Regions from separate parts of the Mus musculus genome. Here all the other regions are linked to region 3. A link is a contact called in public promoter capture Hi-C data. All regions are on one chromosome and are shown on one strand. The core of a region is the stretch at or near the end of the contact, and the rest is flanking DNA. Distances in the headings are between cores, read along the strand shown. Region 1 holds the start of Spink8 (serine peptidase inhibitor, Kazal type 8). Region 2 has its middle 9.6 kb from the start of Ccdc71. Region 3 overlaps Pfkfb4 (6-phosphofructo-2-kinase/fructose-2,6-biphosphatase 4).

Evidence for each region. Promoter capture Hi-C pulls out the DNA fragments that hold promoters and counts their contacts. Capture Hi-C pulls out chosen DNA fragments and counts their contacts.
Region 1: a contact with region 3 is called in a promoter capture Hi-C map of hippocampal neurons, with 4 times the contacts expected there. The contact joins the promoter of Spink8 here to the enhancer-like site in region 3. A contact is called at or near these places in 19 of 39 promoter capture datasets (the 3T3-L1 cell line, 3T3-L1-derived adipocytes, the C10 cell line and 10 more), 2 of 15 datasets of contacts at CTCF or cohesin (large pre-B cells and stem cell-derived epiblast-like cells), 3 of 484 Hi-C or Micro-C datasets (the G1E-ER4 cell line and embryonic stem cells), 1 of 115 datasets of contacts at active chromatin or transcription factors (epiblast stem cells) and 1 of 9 other capture datasets (liver).
Region 2: a promoter capture Hi-C map of adipose tissue shows a contact between it and region 3. The contact joins two enhancer-like sites.

The regions. Positions count from the first base shown.
Region 1 is chr9:109,815,010-109,818,571 of GRCm38.p6, forward strand. It overlaps Spink8 (serine peptidase inhibitor, Kazal type 8), which reads left to right and starts at 1,618. Exons shown (of 5, transcript NM_183136.2): 1 at 1,618-1,819. The coding sequence starts at 1,753. It overlaps Gm51691, which reads right to left. Exons shown (of 1, transcript XM_030244768.1): 1 at 1-3,562. The coding sequence starts at 165.
Region 2 is chr9:108,468,551-108,471,829 of GRCm38.p6, forward strand. No RefSeq gene overlaps it. Among named protein-coding and RNA genes, the nearest start is that of Ccdc71, 9.6 kb to the left of the region's middle. Within about 2 kb of position 1,316, at least 17 of the 459 cell types and tissues checked have an H3K27ac peak or open chromatin away from gene starts, as enhancers often do. A contact at or near this core is called in adipose tissue, where this site is marked.
Region 3 is chr9:109,008,297-109,011,916 of GRCm38.p6, forward strand. It overlaps Pfkfb4 (6-phosphofructo-2-kinase/fructose-2,6-biphosphatase 4), which reads left to right. Exons shown (of 14, transcript NM_173019.5): 7 at 53-174; 8 at 2,153-2,360; 9 at 2,862-3,008. Among named protein-coding and RNA genes, the nearest start is that of Pfkfb4, 18 kb to the left of the region's middle. Within about 2 kb of position 1,520, at least 92 of the 459 cell types and tissues checked have an H3K27ac peak or open chromatin away from gene starts, as enhancers often do. A contact at or near this core is called in the G1E-ER4 cell line, the HPC-7 cell line, adipose tissue and 1 more, where this site is marked.

The DNA.
Region 1 (3,562 bases), core at 368-2,867, 810 kb after region 3:
GACATACACTGGAGTAGCCATACACTGGAGTAGCCATACACTGGGGTAGCCATACACTGGGGTAGCCATACACTGGGGTAGCCATACACTGGAGTAGCCATACACTGGAGTAGCCATACACTGGGGTAGCCATACACTGGAATAGCCATACACTGGAGTAGCCATACACTGGAGTAGTCATACACTGGAGTAGCCATACACTGGAGTAGCCATACATTGGAGTGAGTAGCCGTACACTGGAGTGAGTAGCCATACACTGGGGTAGCCATACACTGGAGTAGCTATACACTGGAGTAGCCATACACTGGGGTAGCCATACACTGGGGTAGCCATACACTGGGGTAGCCCTACACTGGGGTAGCCATACACTGGGGTAGCCATACACTGGGGTAGCCATACACTGGGTAGCCATACACTGGGGTAGCCATACACTGGGGTAGCCATACACTGGAGTAGCCATACACTGGAGTAGCCATACACTGGAGTAGCCATACATTGGAGTGAGTAGCCATACACTGGAGTGAGTAGCCATACACTGGAGTAGCCATAAACTGGAGTAGACATACACTGGAGTAGCCATAAACTGGAGTAGCCATACACTGGAGTAGCCATACACTGGGGTAGCCATACACTGGGGTAGCCATACACTGGAGTAGCCATACACTGGAGTAGCCATACACTGGAGTAGCCATACACTGGAGTAGCCATACACTGGAGTAGCCATACACTGGGGTAGCCATACACTGGGTTAGCCATACACTGGGGTAGCCATACACTGGAGTAGCCATACACTGGAGTGAGTAGCCATACACTGGAGTAGCCATACACTGGAGTAGCCATACACTGGGGTGAGCTACTGAATCAGTTATGCTGTCCCATGAAAGTATTCTCAAGAATATTGGCCTGCTCACTGTTCTGCTGCTGTGAAAAGACAGGGTGGCCAAGGCAACTCTTAGAAGAGAAAACATTTAGTCAGGCTTGCCTACAGATCAGTTCATTTTCATCATGGTGGGAAACATGGTAGCATGCAGGAAGACACGGTGCTGAAGAAGTAGCTAAGAACTCTACACTGGCTTCTAGCAGCAGAAAGAATGCAACACTGGACCTGACTTGGACTCTTGAAACCCCAAAACCCATTCCCTTCCTCCAACAAGGCCACAGCTCTTCATCTTTCTCAAGTAATGCCACTCACTGATGACAGCGCATTCAAATATATGAGCCTATGGGTGCCATTCCTATTCAAACCACTGCAAGAGGACCCCAGACTTAGTCGGCCCTGAGACCTAAGCACAGCTGAGCCCATGATGGCAATCCCATCCAAGCTGTAAAACTCAGCACACAGACAGCACCACCTGTGGAACTAAGACAAAGACCTAATCCATTAAATCCAGAATTCTGGGAAAGTGTCTAAATGTACTAACCTTGCTTCTTAGCTTCTGTGGTTTGCTCTTACGTAGGAGTAAGAGAAATTACTGAAGAGAACAGCATGTGACTCGTGTCTGTTGCAGGAACACTGATTCTGCAGATGGTTATCACAGAAGGAATTTCTCCCCCAGAGAACGGAGAGGGTAGGGGAGAACAGGAAAGACTACTTTTCTCTACACTGCGGGGGCCAGCAGAGATAGAGACGCTGCTGTCCTTCTGACGTCTTTAACACTGAGCTGAGGCTCCTTCAGTCAGGAGTGTCTTCCACAGGTGAAAGCAAGCAAAGCCAGAGGGCAAATAACTGCTTCCTTCCACAGGTCTGTCACCATGAAGGTGATCTTCTCAGTTGCAGTCCTTGTTCTGGCCAGCTCAGTGTGGACTTCCCTTGCAGTTGGTGAGTTACAACTTCTTGCTCTATCCACATTTTCTGCAATATATCTAATCGATGGGGATATTAGTGGTATAAATGCCATGCCATTAGATTCATTCGTTTGTTCACTCATTCATAGTGCTAGAGATTGAATACCTTGTGCATATTGCCTAAGCATTGTACCATTTAGCCATATCCCCAGTCACCACTTTGATTTATTTGATCCTTAACTCATTTTACAAATGAAGCAGAAATCCAGAGAAAGAAAAGATTCACATATTGTCACTGGTATCAAAACTGGGAGCTGGATTCCAGCCTTTCCAATCCAGAACCACTGGTTTTCCAAAAGACCAGTTTATCAAGACACCTAGGAAGCACTCATTCCTACACTTCATATCTGTACATATCTCAAGCACAAAAAGAACTTCAGTAGGCTCTGTAGGAGACTCTTATTCTTCTGGCTAATGAATGACAGTGTTTAGCAAATGCAGCATCCACAGTTAACTGTAGAGGCTGTCGGGCCCTGCCCCACACATTCTTTCCCATTTAGACTTTCTTCTCAGCATTTGCCACATCAGTGGCAGCTACCTGTGTGGCCCATTTGCCAGATGCCTTGTCTGAAACAGAACATTAGTCATCAATAGGAATTATTTTTCTCAATTCTGAGAGAACGTTTGCTTAGTAACAGCTTAAATTACTGTAAGACGTCATCTATATTGCTCCCAAGATTTTTAATACCATAATGGGTTTCCCAGGGCACAGAATTAGCTTATTACATATCCAAGAAATATTTACTGTGTGCTGCAAACTAAGCTAGATAACTTATATGGCAGTAATGTCCCCAGACTCACAGTAGGACACACCAATGGTAGGAGATACAGTGATAGCATGACCCATGCCAAATATCAATAGATATTTTCATAAATGACTCAAGAAGAAAGTACATTAAGAGTGTGTAGATGTCAGACATGGTTGTCCACACCTTTAATCCCAACATTTCAGAGGCAGGGGCAGGTGGATCTCTGTGAATTTGAGCTTGAGACCAGCCTGATCTACAGAGTGAATTCCAGGACAGCCAGGGCTATGTAGAGAGATCCTGTTGTTCTATGACTTGAAGTTATATGACTGAACTATAATTAATTATGTATGATTCTTCTATAATTACTTACATGTAGAATAGTGAAACTCAACATCCTTTAAGGTATCTCAATATTAGTATTACAGATAATTTACAACCTAAAATATATTTTCTTAACCAACTAATACAAATACAAGTGGCAGGGATGGTTGAGGGTGGCTCAGAAGAGTGCTTGCCTAGCATGCACAAAGCCCTGGGCTCCATCCCTAGCACCACATAACTGGACACAAGCACACATCTGTAATACTAGCACATTATTAGAAGCCAGCGGGAGGTAGAGGAAGCAGGCTCAGAAGTTCAAGGTCACCCTGGACTTATACAGTAATCCCAAAGTCAGCCCAGACTACACAGACCCTAAAGAAAGACGGGCAGGGGGGCTGGAGAGATGGCTCAGTGGTTAAGAACACTGACTGCTCTTCCAGAAGTCCCAAGTTTGATTTCCAGCAACCACATGTTGGCTCACAACCATCTGTAATGGGATCTGATGCCTTCTTCTGGTGTGTCTGACACACCAGTGTACTCATATACATACAACAAATAAAATCTTTAAAAAAAAAAAAAAAGAAAGGAAGGAAGGAAGATAGATAGATAGATAGATAGATAGATAGATAGATAGATAGATAGATAGA
Region 2 (3,279 bases), core at 66-2,565, 540 kb before region 3:
TATCCTGTCATCAGCTCCTGGCCTTCATATATGTACCTGCATGGACAAGATTGCCTGTGTGTCATGTACACACATCCAGGCACAAATACACAAGACCAGCTCAAAAACAGAGGAGGGAGAAGGGAGGAATGCACATAATCCCAGAACTAGGGAGGCTTAAGCAAGAGAATCTCGAGTTAGAGATCAGCTTAGGCTACACAACACTGTCTCCGAAAAGGAAAACAGTGATGAAAGGGGGTGGGGGGGAGTATCCTTGGGACCGAGTGGTCATGATATCCTCACCTTACCTCATGCCATTCCCCACATCAAGAGGGCAGTGGTTCTGCCCAGGCCCTTATGCTTTTTCAACTGGAAACAATTCGCCCTCAAGACCTTGAGGATTTGGAGAATGAAGTGAGGACCTCCGCCTATGCATACCACCATCTTTTTGGATTCTGTCAAGTTCTTGGTGCTCAGCCCTACCTCTTGTGGAAACAAATCATAGCAGGACAGGATCTATGCAGGGAAGCTGTCAGAGAGGCAGGAGAGCACAGGTCGATTGTACCAGTGGAGAATCATACGTAGGAAGGGTGGGGGGTGAGAATAGGGCAGGGGTCAGAGTTCACGAGACCAGGAGACATGAACCACAGGAAAGATATGAACAAAAAAGTGAGAACCAAACGGATTGTTTGGAAGGACGGGAAACCTCGTGGAGGCCTAAGGAAGGAGAGTTGGCGTTGTCTGGGGGAAACTTGCATCCTGGGAGAGACGGGAAATAAAGGTTCAGAAGATACTCGGAAGCAGAGATGGGTATGGAGTAGCTGTGAGGCCAAAAGGAGGGCAGGAGCAGATGACAGTGAGCGAGGCTGTGATGACCCATCCCACCAGCTGCTCTCTGCCCTCCTGTCATTGACAAAGGTGACACCTGAGCCGACATCTTAGGTGCCGAGGCCACAGATCACTCCCAGGAGTTCGGAGCAGGCTGCACGGGAACAATGAAGAAAGGCTTCCTTCCCAACATGGTGACTGAGACCTGATCCTAGAGGCCACCCACACAGTTCTCTGACCTCTAAATGTGTCTTGAGTGGGCAGTGCCCCAACTGTCCCCGAATTAACTAATGGTAAGTTCAAGGCCTGTAGGTTTGAGGTTGAGGACCAATCATCTCCTTTATCTGAGTGATTTAACTGCCCTGTAACTCCATGCAGGGCTATGTGTTGTGTAGCAATTTTCTCTAAGATAAAATCCATTTCAGTGTCTCCTTAAGATACTGGCTGTTCTGAACTTTACAATCTAAGGGAAGGAGGAAACAATCCATTATTCAGGGAGGCTCCTTAGGACACAGGACGTTCTAAGAGGTAGTGAAACATCCCATCCTTGAAGGAGGCTCCTTAAGATACAAGATATTCTAGGGAGGAGAAATAGTCTGTACTGCCAGGAAGCTCATTCGGCCCAGGAATTCCTAAAGTCCTTGAAACTGATGGAATTCACTAGGTCCCTCCCTCCCTGAGCAAATAGAAGTAGTAAAGACTGTCTGCCTAGAGACACTCAGACAAGCTGACCATCCCGGCTCAGGCTAGCTAGGCTGCCTGAAGCAAACAGACCTGCAAGGCCAACCAGAGTAGGCTGAGACAAGACAAGCCGCCTGGGAGAGGCTCACACCAAGTGATTCTGCAGCTTGCTGATCTGCCTGCAGGCAGAGTGTGCTCCAGGTTTCCAGACTTCATCTTTGTCCCCCATGCTGAGAAGGGCTTTGGTGAAGCCGCTGTCTTTGGGTCATTTTTTTCTGTTCCTGTAAGGAACCCCAATAAAACTCATTGGTTCGCCATGTTGGACATGTTTGGTGGTGTCTGTACTTTGTACTGTTTCCAGCTCATTGCCTGGAGTAGACTTTTGTTAACATGTCCCCAAGAATAGTGCCACACAGAAAGATCTGTTAGATTATTCAAAAGCAGCTGCAGAGAGACAGTACGAGGGCTAAAGTTGTGGTTTGTTTTTTGTTTTTTAAGATTTATTTACTTTTTTTGTTTGGTTGGTTGGTTTTCGAGACAGGGTTTCTCTGTGTAGCTCTGGCTTCCTGGAACTCACTTTGTAGACCAGGCTGGCCTCGAACACAGAAATCCGCCTGCCTCTGCCTCCTGAGTGCTGGGATTAAAGTTGTGTGCCACCACACCCGGTACTTATTTATTTACTTTATGTATATAAGTACACTGTAGCTGTACAGATGGTTGTCAGCCTTCATGTGGTTGTTGGGAATTGAACTTTTTTAGGACTCGCTCCGGTCAACCCAACTCGCTCAGTCCCTGCTCGCTCTGGCACAAAGACTTATTTATTATTATACATAAGTACACTGTAGCTGTCTTCAGACGCACCAGAAGAGGGTGTCAGATCTCATTACAGATGGTTGTGAGTTGCTGGGATTTGAACTCAGGACCTTTGGAAGAGCAGTCAGTGCTGAGGCATTTCTCCAGCCCAGTTGTTTTTGTTTTTGTTTTTGTTTTGAGACAGGGTTTGTGATGGTTTGTATATTCTTGGACCAGGGAGTGACACCATCTGGAGGTGTGTCGTTGTTGCAATTGGTGTGACCTGGTTGGAGTAGGTGTGTCACTGTGGGTGTGGACTTAAGATCCTCACCCTAGTTGCCTGGAAGTCAGTCTTCCACTAGCAGCCTTTGGATGAAGGTGTAGAACTCTCAGCTCTGCCTGCACCATGCCTGCCTGGATACTGCCATGCTCCCACCTTGATGATAATGGACTGAACCTCTGAACCTTTAAGCCAGCCCCAATTAAATGTTTTTTATAAGACTTGCCTTGGTCGTGGTGTCTGTTCACAGCAGTAAAACCCTAACTAAAACAGAGTTTCTCTGTGTAGCCCTGGCTGTCCTGGAATTCACTCTGTAGACCAGGCTGGCCTCGAACTCAGAAATCCACCTGCCTCTGCCTCCCGAGTGCTGGGATTAAAGGCATGAGCTGTCACTGCCCTGTGTATTTTTTTTTAACAAAGATTTATTTATTTTACTTTATTTATATTGGTATACTGTAGCTGTCTTCAGACACACCAGAAGAGGGCATCAGATCCCATTGCAGATGGTTGTGAGCTACTATGTTGTTGCTGGGAGTTGAACTCAGGACCTCTGGAAGAGCAGTCTCTCTCCAGCCCCATAAAGTTGTGTTTTAAGTTTTAAATTACTGTGCTTAAAACAAAGGGGCTGGAGAGATGGCTCAGCGGTTAAGAACACTGACTACTCTTCCAGAGGTCCTGAGTTCAATGCCCAGCAACCACATGGTGGCTCACAACCATCG
Region 3 (3,620 bases), core at 270-2,769:
CTGCCTGGATTCCAGCCCTGATGGCTTCTTGCTCTGTGCCTGACTCCGACAGCAAGTGAAGCTGGGCAGCCCTGACTATGTCAACCGGGACAGCGACGAAGCCACCGAAGACTTCATGAGGCGCATTGAATGCTATGAAAACTCATATGAGTCGCTGGATGAAGACCTGGACAGGTGGGTGAGAGAGCCCCGTGGCTGCAGCGGCACTGAGGGGGGTGGGGGGAGTCCACTTGGCCATCTCGGTGTGATTCCCTGTGGTGGCTCCGTGTGGTGGTCGCCTAAGGGTGATGGCCTCTCAGGGAAGCACTCCAGAAGGCCGGTGTGGTCTGACCACTTTTGTTTCTTTCCTTGAGGCAGAAGTTGTTGGCTAGAGGTGGCTTACAGAACACTCATTACCTCCTGTGGGACTTTCTCCTGTCTCACTATAAAATCAAACCTAATTTCTATGCAGGAGGCCTTCCCAAAAGGTGTTTGCAAACACTTCATACATTTCTTTCATTCTGCTGTTGGGGAGTGGACAGGAGCTAGCCAGATCTGCCTATGAGCAGCAGTCGATGGCCACTACTTGTCAGGTCCATCTGCCTCCCTCTGGGACAGAATGGCAAGCAGGAGTGCTGAGTGGCCAAGGACCTTCACTTCCAAAGTGGGTGCCCAGCTGAGGGTCTTGTGGCTGGCATCAGCAACATCTCCAGCCAACTGGCCAGATAATGAATGGTTTATTTAGGGTTTGGAACCCTGCTACAGTTACTGACTGTGCCATTGTGCTGCAAAAGAAACTGTAAATAAATGGCCATGGGTGTGTTCCACTAAAACTTGATAGAAAACAGCCTGTGGGCGGCATTTGCGTTGTTGGCAGTACTGTGCCTCTTGGCCTAAGTATAACCAGCAGCAGTGAATGAAGTAAATAGCACTGAGGCCATGGTGAAATCTTAGTCACCATAAACCATAATTATAGAAAGACGTGGGAGCGTGCATTGCACAGTGTTAAGTGAAAGGCTGGGTTATAAATATGTGTTTGGTGTTTATGATTACATAAGAATAGATAATGTATGATCATATATAATGTATAATATATGATCCAAGGAACACAGCAGCTGCTAGAGGGACGGCTTCCGGGTACTCATAGAATGGTGGTGCCTGTGTTGCCCGTGGGCTGACACATCTCCCCTCTGCTGGGCTCTGCAGCCAGACTGGAGCTGAGTGGCCCTTAGGCCTGTCCCTGTGTGGCCTTGTTATTCAACTCCCCCCCCCCCCCCCGCCTCCCCGGCATTGCTTCTTGTCACTCTGCAGGGCTACTGCACGAGAGCCTCACCCTGAACAGCCCCAGTTAGACCTGTCAGCAAACGTTGCTCCCGGGGTTATTGGTAGAGTAAAGGTAATAAGGGTACAGACAGGGAGAACTTGTATGAGAACATCCGGGAACTCTCAGCTGCTTCACCCCCCCGTTCCCAGCACTGCTAAGTCACTGCCTGTCCCCAGCATGGCCAAGTCACAGCCCGATCCCAGCACTGCTAAGTCACAGCCCAGCTTCAGCACTTGCTAAGTCATCCCTCCCCACCGCTGCCAACATATGTGCTCTCTAAGCAGAAGCATCGCCCAGGCGCAAAGTGGAGAGAGAGGCCAGCACTGTCTTCCTGTGCTTCTTGGCCACAGGATGCCTGAGGAGGAGGGGTAGTAGCTCCTTGGCGTATATGTGACCCTGACTGTGTGACTGGAGGCGAGGGTCTCTGGGGGAAAGAAAGCTGCCTAGGAACTTTGGGGAGTGCAGCGCTTGCCAGCGTCTGCCAGGTCAGCCGTAGGAACAGCTGTCTCTGGTTCAGCTTACGGAGCACAGAGGGTGACAGGAAGGGGTCTGGAAACACACACGCAGCAGTAAAATCCTGATATGACTTCACCGACCACTGTTCTAGCTGTCCCCTTTAGCACAATGAGTGTTGACCCCCCACCCCCACAGCACGTGTATGTGTGTCACTGAGGTGTGTCCCAGCTGCCTCACCCCCTGCCACTCTCACACCAGCTGCCGGTCCTGTGTGTTGTGATCCCAGATCCAGTGGGCAGAGTCGCAGGCTTTTCAGCTAGTTCCTGTGGCTGCCGGTGTGCTTCCAAGGGCCTGGCCACCCTCACAGGCGCTCTCTACCTTCTCTCTGGCAAGGGATCTGTCCTACATCAAGATCATGGACGTGGGCCAGAGCTATGTGGTGAACCGTGTTGCTGATCACATCCAGAGTCGCATCGTTTATTACCTCATGAACATCCATGTGACACCCCGCTCCATCTACCTCTGCCGGCATGGGGAGAGCGAGCTAAACCTCAAGGGCCGGATTGGTGGGGATCCTGGACTGTCCCCCCGGGGCCGGGAGGTCAGTGTGTGTGTGTGTGTGATGCACATGGGCATGCATCGGTGCATCGGTACCTTCAGGTAGAGGGATGGATATGTGAATATGTGTGTAGGGGCTGCTATAGCCAATGTGCAGTTGAGGCAGAGAGTCATTATCCGGTGTAGAACGTGGGAAAGGGGATGAGGTGCTGAGCAAACGCACATGAACATTCTCCAGGCAGAGGCCATTCCCCTTAGAGCAGCCCGAGCCCCAACTGAACAGCTATGGCCTTGACATGGTTCAGGGGGATATCGAGGACTCATAGAAGAGGTTACATGGCCTTGGGGCAGTTGATCAACAAATCTGGGGTTGCTCCTGGGGTCTGGGGAGAAGGCACAGAACTTGGATGTGTACACCATTGGGAAGTTAGTGTGACTTTTTAAAAACTAAACCCACTTCCTGGGTTTGGTCAGGACCCTGTGGGGCCTATGCTTGAGGCAGCCCAGGACCTGTGGGGCTGAGTGTGCTGTAAATGTGTTCCAGTTTTCCAAGCATCTGGCCCAGTTCATCAGTGACCAGAACATTAAGGATCTGAAGGTCTGGACGAGCCAGATGAAGAGGACGATCCAGACAGCCGAGGCGCTGAGCGTCCCTTATGAGCAGTGGAAGGTCCTCAACGAGATCGATGCGGTAACTACGGTCCCTTCCTCCCCTACCTGCCTCCTAGGCACTGTCCTCAGGGCCAGGGAGATCTGCCTGCCCTAATTTGTGCTCAGTATGGTCTGGAGAATAATGTAGGGTAGTCATACTTTTGAGCTTTTTTTGGGTTTTGTTTTTTTGTTTTTTGAGATAGGGTTTCTTTGTGTAGCCCTGGCTGTCCTGGAACTCACTATGTAGACCAGGCTGGACTGGAACTCAGAAATCCACCTGCCTCTGCCTCCCGAGTGCTGGGATTAAAGGCGTGCGCCACCACTGCCCAGCTCAGGTGAAGCTTCTTATGTGAAAGAATAAATATAGCAATCCAGGAGGGGTGGCACAAGAACACAAGAATATGACATTACCAGGTCAGGCATTCGGGACACCTGTGGGAACTGACTGGGGAAGTTGAGGCCGATGCTGTTCATTGAGCTTGCTCTGTGAGTGAGCTTCCCACGGCCAGCCGGATGTTGGACTTTTCTTTCCCACGGTGGACATTTTTTATACTGTTAAGGGATCTGTTTAAGTACAACGTAACTCAAGCTCCAGGTCAGTGCAGATGACAAAAGTTTATTGTAACTAAGCTGCTACTGATCGATCAGGGCT